Regions from separate parts of the Mus musculus genome. Here region 2 is linked to region 1. A link is a contact called in public HiChIP or PLAC-seq data. All regions are on one chromosome and are shown on one strand. The core of a region is the stretch at or near the end of the contact, and the rest is flanking DNA. Distances in the headings are between cores, read along the strand shown. Region 1 holds the start of Cope (coatomer protein complex, subunit epsilon). Region 2 overlaps Pbx4 (pre B cell leukemia homeobox 4).

Evidence for each region. HiChIP or PLAC-seq counts read pairs in DNA pulled down with a chosen protein or histone mark.
Region 2: an H3K4me3 HiChIP or PLAC-seq map of bone marrow-derived macrophages shows a contact between it and region 1, with 2.3 times the contacts expected there. The contact joins the enhancer-like site here to the promoter of Cope in region 1. A contact is called at or near these places in 7 of 39 promoter capture datasets (the C10 cell line, cranial neural crest, liver and 3 more), 3 of 115 datasets of contacts at active chromatin or transcription factors (bone marrow-derived macrophages and large pre-B cells) and 2 of 9 other capture datasets (liver and macrophages).

The regions. Positions count from the first base shown.
Region 1 is chr8:70,298,880-70,306,022 of GRCm38.p6, reverse strand. Cope (coatomer protein complex, subunit epsilon) reads right to left here and starts at 3,256. Exons shown (of 10, transcript NM_021538.2): 1 at 3,091-3,256; 2 at 1,327-1,389; 3 at 288-388. The coding sequence starts at 3,216. It overlaps Ddx49 (DEAD box helicase 49), which reads left to right and starts at 3,571. Exons shown (of 13, transcript NM_001024922.2): 1 at 3,571-3,700; 2 at 4,921-5,044. The coding sequence starts at 3,586.
Region 2 is chr8:69,847,829-69,854,971 of GRCm38.p6, reverse strand. The region is part of intron 1 of Pbx4 (pre B cell leukemia homeobox 4); the gene reads right to left. Among named protein-coding and RNA genes, the nearest start is that of Pbx4, 19 kb to the right of the region's middle. Within about 2 kb of position 3,896, at least 73 of the 459 cell types and tissues checked have an H3K27ac peak or open chromatin away from gene starts, as enhancers often do. A contact at or near this core is called in bone marrow-derived macrophages, where this site is marked.

The sequences.
Region 1 (7,143 bases), core at 2,007-4,506:
AAGACAGGGCTTGCTGAACAGTTACCAGAGTCGCCCCCCCCCACAACGTGTTCTTTTCTGTGCTAGGAAGCCAAGGTCATGAGCGTCCTTGGCGTGATCAACATATATCTACACCCCAGCTAGGTACGGCCTGTGCAGCAGGGTCCACCACCACCTCCACTGGGCAGGCAAGGGAAGTGAATGGAGACACCAGAAGTGAGGACATCTTACCCTCTCTCTGCAGGTTGGAGCAGACCCTGGGCTCCAGCTATTTGGGCCTAGTGCCACCTGCCCTGGCCAAACCTTACCTCTGGTTCTCACTGGCAAGGTACTCAGCAAACATGCGCACAGCCTGGAGTTCTGGGGCCGAGGAGGGTTTGATCTCATCCAGGACCACGCCATACTTCCTCTACGGTCACAGGTGCATATCAGTCCTTCCTACCTAAAGGCTTTATATTCCCAACCCACAGCCCACACCACCAGCACACTGCCCAAGACAGCAGTGTCACATGCATCTGCAGCAGGCAGCAAGGTGGCCACGTTTGTTTTCCCTGCTGTAGCTGGGGACATGTGTCAGCAGGGTGGGGGCAGAGGGTGTCTGCTATGTCCCACCTTCCCCCACCTGGCAGATCTCTTGCTGACACCCACAGCTACTTCTGGAGCCACCTGTCCCTTGCTGTCCTTTCTCAACCAGGCTGCTTTCAGAGTTGCAGCAATCCCCTTCCTCAGCCTTCCAAGTACTGTGTCACCATGCCCTGTTGGGAAGATCACAGCCACACAGAACCACACAGAGTGTGCGACTGACCTAGGCACAGGGTGGTGATGCAGTCTGTGGTTAGGAGGCTGTTTACCAGGCTCCTCCTGGGGCACCTCAGCCCTTGCCCTGGGCCAGAGTGAAGAAGACCTTTTCAGAGGTCACTAGGAATATATCTTTTTGAGCAGCATTTTGTTGTGTAGCCCAGGGTACTTTAAACTTGAGCTCCTTCTGCCTCAGGCTCCCAAGTGCTGGGAAGACGGGCCTGTGCCACCTTGCACAGCCTGGGGCTGTTTTTAGAACACAGAAGTGAAAATACACCTTGTGTTTTCTGTAGGTAATGACGAAGCCAGGCATGGTAGCACAAGGGAGGTGGAGGCAGGAAAGGAAGGTCATCCTGGACTCCATAGTGAATCCAAGGCCAGTCTAAGCTATGTGAGATGGCTGCCAAGCCTGATGACCTGAGTTCAATTCTCAGGACCACACATACTTAACCCTCCCCGTGATGAGGCATCCTGACAGTCCCCTGGCCTGGCTGTCCACGGCTTTCCTGCATAATACTCTGTGCCCTTCCCCAGGCTGTCCACACTCACCTGTGCGAGGTATGCTCTGTATAGGAAGACATCCCTCTCTACTTCCCGCTCAGGACTGGAGAGCTGTGAGAAGATATGCAGAGTGAGGCTGGGCAGCCTCCCTGCTAGGCTCATAGCTCTGGGTCTCAGCTGGAATCCAGGAGACCCAGAAGCCCCAAAGCCTCCAGAGGGCACCCAGTGTGCAAAGCCCTGATCTTCTCTCAACTGATGCGAGCCCAAGGAGGCTCCGCCGTCATCCCAGTATCACAGCGTCATCCCAGTATCACAGCGTGCAGTGCCACTACGGCTACAGCAGCAGCACAGCTGCATGCCCCAGCCCTGTTGGGCGCTTTACAAGCTCAATGAATTTGGCTTTGATTTTATTATTTTGGGAGTTTTGGAGACAGGGTTTCATGCAGACTAGGCTGGCCTCAAACTCACTACATAGCTGAGAACAAGTTGGATCTTCTTGCCTCTTGTCCAGAACCTTAACAAAACAGCTTTTTAGCCTGGTAAGGACAAGCCTCCACATAGTTTACCTGAGCCATGCCCCAGCCCATCACAGCCCTGACTCTGTTTCACATTCAAAACAGGCAAGTCTAAGACCACCACTTTCTACACCCATTCTGCCATTTCCTGGCTCTCTGTGCTGCCTCTGTTGCCAAGGCTACTATACCTAGAAAGCCTGTAGTTCCACCAACTCCATCCCTTACTGAGCCCAGCAGGAATGCTGTTTTCCACGAGTGCACAGTGAAGAATGAGTGACAGGTGATTCTGTCAACAACACACACAGGCTGTTGCAAACACGGGTCACATCTTTAATGAACTAAAGACAAGCTGAGCATTGTGGCACAGGCCTGTCATCCTGCATCTGGGAGGCTGAGACAAGACTGCTACATCTAGGGACAGCCTGGGCTATATGAAGCTGCTTAAAACATAAAACAAAACCAGGGCAAGGATTTAGCCTGTGGAGCATTTGCATCGAAGCTGTGCTTTGGCTGTGCACACTATGATCCCAGCACTCCAGAGAGCAGGCATGGCCATCAGGAATTCAGTGCTCTTCAGCAACATGGGGAGTCTGAGGCCAGCCTGGGCTAAAGGAGACTGTCTTCTTTTATAACCAAACTTCCCTTTTGGGGGGAGTGGGGGAGGCGAGGAGGGTACAGTTCAAGACGGGGTTTTTCTGTAGCACCCTGGCTGTCCTGGAAGTCGCTATGTAGATCAGAGTGGTCCAAAACTCAGAGACTTGACTGCCTCTGCCTCTGGGTGCTGGGATTTAAGGCACACCAAGCTACCTCCGGTTTAGGACTATTATTAAGACAGATTACAGTATTACCCGAACTGACCTAGAACTGCTTATGAAGATCAGGCTGACCCTAAACTTACAGAGATCAGCCTCCCAAGTGCTGGAATAGAAGGCGTGCACCATGATGCCTGACTTTAGACACTTAAAAAAGGGGGGCGGGGGGGGTTTAAAAACGAAACAGTAAGAGGTTTTATGATGGAGCTAGTGGCGCACACCTGTCACCTCACCATTACCCTGACTTCAGGTCAGCCTGGGCTATAAAGTGAGCCCCTGTCAATCAACCACCAGAAAGTTGGAAGCTTGGCACAGGGGTGCACACCTGTCATCCTAGCACTGGAGGGGTGAAGACTGGAGGCGCAGGACCTCAAGGTTAGCCTCGGTTACAGAGTAAATTGAAAACCATCCCTAATTATAAGAGAAACCGAGTCCTCGGACCAGAACCTCAGAGCGCGCCGGAAGCTGCTCCGCACGCTGCCCACCTTCACGCGCTGAGCCTCGTTGATGCACTGCTGGTAGCTGCCGATGTAGAAAGCGTTCTTCACGTCGAACAGCTCATCTACCTCTCCGGAGCCGCCAGAGACCGCGCCAGGAACCGGAGGAGCCATGTCACCGCACCTCTAACCAACCTTCTTCTGGGACACGTAGGCCGGAAGCAGGTCCCCGTCGTCAGGAACTCTGGGAAACGTAGTTCTATGGGACAAATCAGAGGCGATGAAAAAGAAACCTTGCAAAGCCTCCCGAGAACTATAGTTCGGATTCCGTCAACAAACACAAGGCCTTCAGAACCAAAACACTGAAAAGCGGTCAAAGCTCGGATTGGTTGAAGGATCTGGAGAGGGTCTCTCCGTGACGTCACATTCCTCCGCCAACGTCCTCTCACAACTTTTCCAGGCCGGACTGCGCCGGGGTGGACGTGACGTAGCATTCACGCGCCGGAAGCACTCATTTCTAGGTTCTCTGCCCGGGTCTGGAGCATGGCGGGGTTCGCTGAGATCGGGTTGTCGTCGTGGCTGGTAGAACAGTGTCGACAGCTGGGGTTGAAGCAGCCCACGCCGGTGCAGCTCGGGTGCATTCCGGCCATCCTGGAAGGTGAGTTCTCGCCTTTCTTTTAATGCCTTTCTTTGCCCGCTCTTCCTTAGCCCCACTTGGGTTCCAGGAATCAGGACAGCATTGAGTGTTTCGGGGACCCTGACCCGCAGCATTGACATTTACGCTGCGACCGACTCGTGTTCATTATCACACAGGTGATGGGTGGCACCTCTTAAGTTTTCGTAGCACCCGAGCATAGGGAGAGATCGGTGAATGACTAAAACATGGCACTGAAAAAAAAAAAGGGTAGAGCTGGCTTTGACGTAGAAGCCGTCAAACTCCAGGTAAAAACCAATGCTCCGTGTTTGTGTCAGTGCTCTTCGACCCAGTTCACTTTTGCCATTAAAGAGGCGTCCTTGGAGCCGGACGTGGTGACTCTCAGTCATCTCAATACTGAGCAGGTGGAAGCAAGAGGATCAGGAGTTCAAGGTGATCCTCAGTTTGGTAGCAAGTTGCAGACCAGCCTGGGCTACCTGAAAATTTGTTTCAAACAAGCAATTATAATAATTGTTGGAAATTAGATAATAACACGTTCAAGGGACTAGTGGAAATGAAACAGTTTTAAATATTCAATTCTGGAGAAAGGGGTACCAGCATAGAGAAAAGGCAAAAATAGCTGGTGTGGTGATTTCAAGCAAGTTTTTGAAGCCTTTCCCCAAATATGGGAAATTCCTGACCTTTTCTTCCATAGACCTGCAGGGCTTTTCCCCTCCCCAAATTCCCCATCCCATTGGTCCATTGGGGCCCCAAGTCTTCTCTAATGAATAGTTTGGGTCTTGAGGCTGCCTCTCTTCTATTCTCTTTTCTTTCTTTTTTTTTTCCCTTGTTTTTTTGTTTTTTTGAGACAGGGTTTCTCTGTATAGCCCTGGCTGTCCTGGAACTCACTCTGTAGAACAGGCTGGCCTTGAACTCAGAAATCTGCCTGCCTCTGCCTCCCAAGTGCTGAAATTAAAGGTGTGCGCCACTACTGCCTGGCTGCCCTTCCTTTCTAATCATGGGCTCAGTCACATAGCAGAGCACCTGTAACTCTCCGAGTCTTAGACTAACTAGGGGAGAGAAGGACCCAGTGCCTCCAACTCATCTGTAGCTCTAGTGAACTGTAAGCTCACCTCGTACTAAAAGCAGACCATACCCATCTATTTCTTACAATAATGAGGGAATGCCCAAGGGACCAATCATGGCCCTTGCTCCACACTGATGCTGCTTTGCCATCTGCCTAGGTCGGGACTGCTTGGGCTGTGCAAAAACAGGAAGTGGCAAGACAGCAGCCTTTGTGCTTCCCATCTTGCAGAAGCTGTCTGAGGACCCTTATGGCATCTTCTGCTTGGTTCTGACACCCACCAGGTGAGCCTCCCCACTCAGCCACATGTGCTTTCTTTTTTTTTTTTTTTGGTTTTTCGAGACAGGGTCTCTGTGTAGCCCTGGCTGTCCTGTAGACCAGGCTGGCCTTGAACTCAGAAATCCGCCTGCCTCTGCCTCCCAAGTGCTGGGATTAAAGGTGTGCGCCACCACGCCCAGCTCCACATGTGCTTTCTTGACCTGTCCGAGTTGCACTTTGCTCTTGTGTGAAATGGGGTAAGAATCATTCCTCTCTTGTAGGGTTGCAGAATCAAGCAGGGCTAATGGTGTGTGTGAAACATTCCTAGCACTCAAGAGGGAGCTACCAAGTCTAACAGCTAGGGAAACAAAATGATATCCTTGGGCCAGTAAGATTGCTTAGCAGGCAGAGCCATTTGCCTATAAGCCTAAGTTCAGCCCCCAGGGACTCACCTTCAGGGTGAAAGGAAAGAAGTGACTTCCACAGATTGGCCTCTGACCTCCATTGGAGCGCCACATCATGCATGTGCACACCCATATAGATAAAGAAATGTAATAAATGTGTTTAAAAGATATTGTAGCTGGGCTGTGGTGGCACACGCCTTTAATCCCAGCACTTGAGAGGCAGAGGCAGGCAGAGATCTGAGTTTGAGGCCAGCCTGCTCTACAGAGTGAGGTCCAGGACAGCCAGGGCTACACAGAGAAACCCTGTCTCAAAAAACCAAAAAAAAAAAAAAAGCTATTGTAGGTATATAGGTTCCATTGTGCATAGGAGAGGCCAGCAGCAGGGAACAGAAAGGATGCTGTCAGCATCTTGAATATAGGTCTCAAATATCACACAGAGGATGAGATTGCGATTGTGTTTACATGTGGGTCAGGGTTAACATCAGGCACCCTCCATTTCTCCCGCTGTGTTTTATTTATTTTTATGTATATTTTTTATTAGGTATTTTCCTCATTTACATTTCCAATGCTATCCCAAAAGTCCCTCATACCCTCCCCCCACTGTGTTTTATTTTTTAACTCCTTTCCCCCACCACTCATCCCCCAGAGCCTGCTGTCCTGGAGCTCCCTCTGTGGACCAGGCTGGCACTGACTCACAGAGATCCTTCTGCCTCGGCCTCCTGAGTGCTGGGATTAAAAGTGGGTACCACCACACCCTGCCAAAGGTTTGATTATTTATATGCCATGGACAGAAGAAGGTGTTGAGTCCTGTGAGAGACAGTTGTAAGCTGCCATGTGAGTGCTGGAAATTAAACTCAGGACCCCTGGAAGAGGTCTCAGTTGCTGAGCTGTCTCTCCACCCCCGTCTTCTATTTATTTCCTTTTGGATTTTCTAGGCAGGGTTTCTTTGTGTAACTGTGGCTCTCCTGGACCTCACTCTGTGGACCAAGCTGGCCTCCAATTCACAAAGATCTGCCTGCTGTTGCAGGATGTTTGATCACACTGTGAACCCTAAGATTGTGTTATTTAACTTGTCTTTAGTTGTGGTGTGGCTCAGCTTTAGCACACATCTTTAATGCCTCTGATGTCTAATCAGAGACATGCCCTTAGTACACTGCTTTAATCCCAAACAATGTAAGTAAAGTTAGTTTGTAGAAGGAAGTACCCATGTTTGAAAGTGATGTCTAATTGAGTGGCAGACAGTGAGATTTGACAGAGTAGCACATGGCCAACTCTCAGGAGAAGAGGAATGGGAAGCTACGTGAGGGGCAGTGCAGAGAGGAGGAGGCAGTTCTCCTGGGACAGTTGTGCAGAGGCAGGTTGCAGGGAGAGAACAACTCTACACAGGTGAAGACAGACCGAGCCAAAGAATCAGGAGCCAGAAGATTAGAACAGATTGCCAGAATTACAGAATTACTATGAGGCCGAGCGGGGCAATTCAGGAGAAGCGGGGGGGGGGGGGGGGGGGGGCCTCATAGTGTGAGTGTGTGTTAGTTTGAATCAGTCAGTGTGAAGAGAAGTTAGAGCTGGAAAGAACTAGAAAGGGTGAGCTTACTCAGCAGTGAGCCTCAGAGGCTGAAAACATTTTAGGCCTAGGTAAGATTGTACAGAGGCAGCCGGGCAGGCGGATTTCTGAGTTCGAGGCCAGCCTAGTCTAAAAAGTGAGTTCCAGGACAGCCAGG
Region 2 (7,143 bases), core at 2,647-5,146, 450 kb after region 1:
ACTGAGTTTCTGATCCCTCCTGCCTCTACCCCCTGAATTCTGGAGTCTCATGTCTGTGCTACCACACCTGTTACAAATTCTTAATGTTCAGCTCCCCCGACCTCAGATACGGTCTCATGTATAAGCTGGCTTTTAACAAGAATGACTTTGCATTCCCAATCTTCCTGCCTCTACTTCTTGCATCCTGGGGTGACAGGTGTGCACTACACACGGTTTATGAGGTGGCGGGTGCATGCCAGGTTAAGCATTCTAGCACATGAGCTGCCTGGCCCCCATTCATCTCTTGATAGAGTTGCTTTGTTTCCTTTTTGGGATATTACACACAATGCTGCGATGAACACATGCTGGAGGAGAGCTGCTGACCATGGCAAGTCCATGGTTAAGGTCATTGCAGTTTTGGATTTTTTTTTTTAAAGATTTATTTATTATTATATGTAAGTACACTGTAGCTGTCTTCCCACACTCCAGAAGAGGGCACCAGATCTCATTACACGTGGTTGTGAGCCACCATGTGGATGCTGGGATTTGAACTCAGGACCTTCAGAAGAGCAGTCAGTGCTCTTAACCACTGAGCTAACTCTCCAGCCCATTTTTTAGTTTCTTGAGACAGGGTTTCTCTGTGTAGCCCTGGTTATCCTGGAACTCACTCTGTAAACAAAGCTGGCTTCCAACTCAGAATATTTTTTGGTTTTCTGAAGCAGGATCATATTGTGTAGCCCGGGCTGGCCTAGAGCTCCATATATAGACCACAGAGATCTACCTGCTTCTGCCTTGTGAATGCCAGGGTTAAATGTGTGCCCTTCCAAGCCTGGCTTAACTTTACTCTTTACATTTTATTTTTTATGTGTGAGCATTTTGTCCGCATTCATATTTGTGTACCATGTGTGCAGTGCCCGAGAATGCCAAAAGAGGGCGTCGGATGCCGTGAGACTAGACTTAGGAAGCCTTGCCCCAATCCTGCCCACCTCTCAGATGGGCTAATGTCTCTCTTGCCACTGAGATGGGAGAACTGAGGTCGGTTTGGCTCGGGCCTCCCGGCTATGTGGCCACGATAGGCACATCTCTTCCTAAGGGTCTTTTTTACTTTCTGGATAAAGTTTTGTTCACTAATTTAAATTTTATTATTTTGTGTGTATGGGTGTTTGGCCATCATGTATGTACGTGAAGCCTGAGTGGGCCAGAAGATGTTGTTTGTTAGATGCAGTGTGTGCTGGGAACTGAACCTGGAAGAGCAGCTAGTGCTCTTAACCATGGAGTATATGTGTTTGTGTATGAGAGGAAAGTGTGGCTACATGTGTGGAGGTCAGAGGCCAGATTTTAACCTGTTTTTTTGTTTGTTTGTTTGTTTGTTTTTGATTTTTCGAGACAGGGTTTCTCTGTGCAGTCCTGGCTGACCTGGGACTCACTCTGTAGACCAGGCTGGCCTCAAACTCAGAAATCCACCTGCCTCTGCCTCCTGAGTGCTGGGATTAAAGGCGTGCGACACCACGCCCGGCTTGATTTCAGCCTGTTTTAACTATTGTCAAGACAGCATCTGGCTGGTCTCTACTGCTCAATCCTGCAACTAGGCCTTCGGGTGCTAGGATTACAACACACACACTCCCTTGCCTGGGTCCAGACCTTTCCTTTTAGATGAAATCTAATTGACCTATTTTGTTTTTTCAATTGGGGTTTAAGTATTATTCCTTTTGTTTGTTTGGTTTGGTTTTCTGCTGTCCTGGAACTCACTTTGTAGACAAGGCTGGCTTTGAACTCAGGGATCCTCCTACCTCTGCTGGGATTAAACGTGTGTCCCTGGCCGGGCGGTGGTGGTGCACGCCTTTAATCCCAGCACTTGGGAGGCAGAGGCAGGCGAATTTCTGAGTTTGAGGCCAGCCTGGTCTATAGAGTGAGTTCCAGGTCAGCCAGGGCTATACAGAGAAACCCTGTCTCGAAAAACAAAAACAAAAACCAAACAAAACAAAAAAAAAAGTGTGTCCCCCCACTTACAGTTAAATTTCAGTTCTAATAAATCATTGCCTAATTCCGGGGTAAGATGTGTATCAACATTTTCTTCTAAGTGTTCTACAAGTTGGCTGGGTGTGGTGGCTCATGTCTCTAACTATGGCATGCAGATGAGGCAGCTGCATCACTGTACGTCAGGAAAGCCCGAACTAAGATGATGTCTCAGAGAATTAAATAGTACAAGGTAAGATCTTAGATAATTCATCACAGTTTTCATGTGCATGTGTGTGCGTGTGTGTGCATGTGCACGCGTGTTGCAGGCAATTAAAGCCAGACTCTCAAATATGCTACACCAGTGCTCTACCATGAATCTCCATCCCAGTGCAGTGTCCGAGCTGAGCACTGGTACAAGAAGAGACGGGGAACTGGGCAGTCTTTTGTCAACCTGATATAGGCTGCTGTCATCTGTGAAGGGGATCCTCAGTTGAGAAGATGCTTCTATCAAACTGACCTATAGGTAAAACTGTAAGGGCATTTTCTTGACTAATGACTGATGCGGGCCCTGCCCACTGTGGGCGGTGTCATCCCTGGCCAGGTGATGTGGGAGTGTATGAGATCACAGGTGAGTAAACCATGGGGAACAAGGCAGGAAGCAGCAGTCCTCCATGGCTCTACCTCAGTGCCTGCCCTGACTTCCATGACTGACAGAGCTATGACATAAACCCTCTCCTTCCTAGGCTGCTTTTTGCTGTGGTGCTTATCATAGCAGTGGACACCCAGACACCCAGCGAGGACAGACCCAGTCTCCTTCTGCAGTGGGACTGACCAACTGCTAAGGAGTCCACCTTTTCCCCACCCAAAGCCTTGGTAGACCTGTCCATCATCACTCACCTGCTGGGTACATGGCTCAGTCAGCAGAGCTGTACCTAGTGTGCAAGAAGCCTTAGGTTTGATCCCCAGCACCACACAAGCCAGGTGTGTGGGTACACAGCTCTAGTGCAGAATTTAGGGAGTAGAAGCAAGAGGATGGGAAGTTCAAGGTCATCCTGGGATGTGTGGTGAGATGGGGTCCTGGGTCAGTTTTGTTCTTGTTCTACTGGTCTGTTTGCCTGGCCTTAAGTGAGGGGTGTGTGTGTGTGTGTGTGTGTGTGTGTGTGTGTGTGTGTGTTGGAAGGCAACCCAAACCCCTCCTTGCACAGACTTGGCAGCTGCCTACACTGAGTTAATGGGGACCCTTTTTACTTATTATTTTCAGTTTGAGATAGCATCCTGCTAAACTGCCCAGGTTAGCCTTGAACTCAACTGTCTCAGCCTCCTCGGCCTCCCACCTGCTGGTGTTACAGGCACATACTACCACAGCCAGTCTGAAACACATTTTAAAAATTTAGTTTGTGGGCTGAATGTGTTAGCCCACACCTGTAATCCCAGTACTCAGGAGGCAGAGGTACAGGGACGGACAGGGGCAGGGGCAGGTGGATTTCTAAATTCAAGGCCAGCCTGGTCTTAGACACAATAGACCTTTAATTTGGAGTGTGAATCTGAAGGCCTTGGTGTAGGAGTGAAAGCTTTAGGAATAAAGAAGACTACAAAGTGACCCGTACTGCCTGGATGCTGGGCCCTGAAGCAGTAACCAGAGGCTTCACCAGGTCGCAGGCGCAGCCCTTGAGCTCCTAGGCAGGGCCAATAGCTCTAGGCTGGAGCTGAACTAGCACAGGACTGAGTAACCACTGGCCAGCGATGAGGATGATACTTGAACGCTGGGGAGTCGAGGAAATCTCCACAGGAAGAAATGGGGACCCAGGCAAGGACTTTGAAAGGTCACATGGGAGGCAGTGAAACCTAAAAGCCAAAGAGGGGGAGCAAAGGAAAAGCATGCAGGTCAGGGACCTCCCAGAGCACCAGGGTGACTCAGCTGAGGGTGGAGCACATAGTGTGGGGAGAGGGTGGAGGAGTGCAGGAAGCAGAAACAGCAGCTCTGCACTCAGCCATCTTGTCTTGAAAGAAAGCAGCAGGAGCCAGCATGAGGTATACAGGCAGCTTGGTTTCCACTCCGTTTTCAGAGGCTTGGCAGAGCTGGGGTGAGCTACCTCCCAGACAGAGCAAACACCTGCCTTCCACAAGCACATGAGCTAATTCAAAATCCTCCCCAACAACTCACCTCACACAACACCCAGGCCTTCCCTGTCCTCAGTCACCATGGGGCCAAATCCTAGACATCTAGAGACCTGCTATGACCCAGACCAGAGCAGTGTCCCTCCATCCAGCTCTCTCCAGGGAGGCTCAAATGGGTCTGCCCAACCCAGCCAGTTCACTCTAGAGAAAGTCCTACCAAAGCTCCTGGCCTCTGCCTAGACAGACAGATGACAGACAGACAGACAGACAGACAGACAGATATAGGCACTGAGAAACTGACACACCCCTACTTTATGGGCATGGCCATGTGTGCCCCCCCTCTCTTGGGAGCAGTAAGCAAACTTTCCTTCAAAAGTGCTTGCCTCGGGCCGGGCGTGGTGGCGCACGCCTTTAATCCCAGCACTTGGGAGGCAGAGGTAGGCGGATTTCTGAGTTCGAGGCCAGCCTGGTCTACAGAGTGAGTTCCAGGACACCCTAGGCTACCCAGAGAAACCCTGTCTCATAAAAAAACAAAAAACAAAAAAACCAAAACAACAACAACAACAACAAAAAGGTGTTTGCTTCCATGCCTGTCAGCCTAACAAATCTGTTACAAATCCAATCAGGATGGAGGGAGAGAAGGAGGGAGAGAAGGAGGGAGAGAAGGAGGGAGAGAAGGAGGGAGAGAAGGAGGGAGAGAAGGGTTTCCCAGGTTAAGATACTGCACTACTCTTGCAGAGGACAGCACAAACTTCCTTCCCACGCGTTGGGCAATACAACCACCTGGAACTCCAGCACCAGGAGATCTGTCGCCCTCTTCTGGCCTTTGGGAACACTGCACTCACACTCCCATACATCCCACAGAGACAGGGCACACATATGCACATAAATACACACTAAATAAATGTTTCTATTTTTGGTGTTTTGTTTGCTTTTGTTTTTGGAGACAGGGTTTCTCTGTGTAGCCCTGGCCATCCTGGATCTTGTTCTGTAGTCCAGGCTGGCCTCAAACTCAGAAATCTGCCTGCCTCTGCCTCCCGAGTGCTGGGATTAAAGGCGTGAGCCACCACTTGCAGCAAGATGTGTCTTATGTGTGTGTGCATTGGTGTTTTTTCTTGAGTGTATATCTATGTGAGGGTGTCAGATTCCCTGGAACCTCTACTTTATGGCCATGGCCACATGGCTATGGCCATAGACAACCATGATCTGTATGTAGGTGCTGGGAATTGAACTTGGGTCTTCTGTAAGAGCAAGACCACCTCTCTAGCTCCACAATGAATTTTTTAAAAATAAATATTCTTAATTCTATGTGTATGGCTGTGTTGCCCGTATATATGTATGTGTACCATGTCACATAGATGGTGCCCACAGAAGTCAGAAGAGGGCACTAGATTCCCTGGAACTGGAGTTATTGATGTTTTTGAGTCCCCATGTGGGTGCTGGGAATTGAACCTGGCCCTCTGCAAGAGCAACATGTGCTCTCAATGGCTGAGCCACTTCTCCAGCCCATTCCCTTTTAAAACAGGGTCTCATATAGTCCAGCCTGGTCTTGAGTGCGCTCACTAGCTGAAGATGACTGTGAACATGATAAAGGGCTAAGCCCAGACAAGCCTTCTGTTAATACAGGAACATTCCCAATGAGTCATGCCCCCGAGTCTCTCACTGGAGGACTCTGGGAAGGGCTCTCCGTGAGCCACACCCATCAGCCCTTCTCACTGGAGGAATTCTAAGCCCGTGCTTATCACTGGCCCATGTCCCAAGCAGCTGCCTACAGATCGTGGAGCCAGTCTAGTGAAACAGCCTTTGAGTGCAGAGTTACTGGGAGCGATGACCTCATCGCTCACCATGACTTGGCAAACCCTAAGGTGAGCCACTGGCTTCACACTCTTACCTTGACTCAAAGCAAAGTGTCAAACCTGTGACTCGAAATGTAGCTGTCACGTTATCTCACAGTTCCCTGAACTGAGGAAAGGCCAGTTGCCTTGCTTCAAGACAGCCACAGCAGAGAGCACTGGGTGGCATCTAAGAGCGAAGGGTTAAGGGTGAGGGACATTAGTCTCATAACTGCAGGGAACTGAACTGTCAATACCTACAAGGGTCTGAGGACGAGGTAGGAACTCTTTCTGTCCAGCTTGTGGGATCCTGAGCCCAGATTCTTGACATAACAAAACTCTGAGATCACAATGTATGGTCTATTTTAATTATTTCATTTTGGGGGGCTAAAGCGATGGCTCAGAGGAAAGAGCATTCATTACTTTTCCAGAGGACCTAGCACCCACAGTGGCAGCTCACAACCTTTTTAATTCCAGTTCCAGGAGATCCAGTGTTTTCTTCTGGCCTCTTTGAGCACCAGACACACATGTGGTACATACACGCACACAGGCAAAACATCTATACACATTAAAACAAAATAATATTTAAGGAGGTTTCATGATTATATATATATTTTTTTTGGTTAGGGCATCTTTTTTTCCTGAAACTAATGGCAATTCTCTTGCCTCAGCATCCCAAGTGCTGGGGTAATAGATGAATGCCACCACATCTGGCTATTAACTTTTCTTTTTGTAGTACTGGGATGGAACCTAGGACCTTATGCTTGTTAGGCTAGAGCCACCCCCTTGCCTTGCACCCCACTACCATGCATGCAGATTTCAGCCACTAGTTCACATTGGACTTGTTCCACAGCAACAGAAAGCTGATGCTTTTCAGCTGACTTCAGACCAGTGAGTAGACTGGGAGGGAGAAGAACGAACGGGGTTGATGCTAACTAAGCCTTGCCGGCCTGGATGTCACCAGCTACACCCCTGGTGGTGTGTGTCCTTACCTGCTGGAATCTCAGAGTGAGTCTTTCTCTCTCTCTTTCTGTCTCTGTCTCTCTCTCTCTCTGAATTTCTAGCCTGGAATTCCAAGTTCTCTGCCTTCAAGTGCTAGGATACCAGGTCTGGCCTGGCCTTGGTGGGGACAGAATGACATGGTCCCTGCCCCTGGGACAGGGCCAGCAGACATGGGCCTCCAGGAGTGTCAAGGGCTATAGACATAAAGCTTGTTTATATAGTAATGCACATATTTTACATTCCTCCTTTAAGG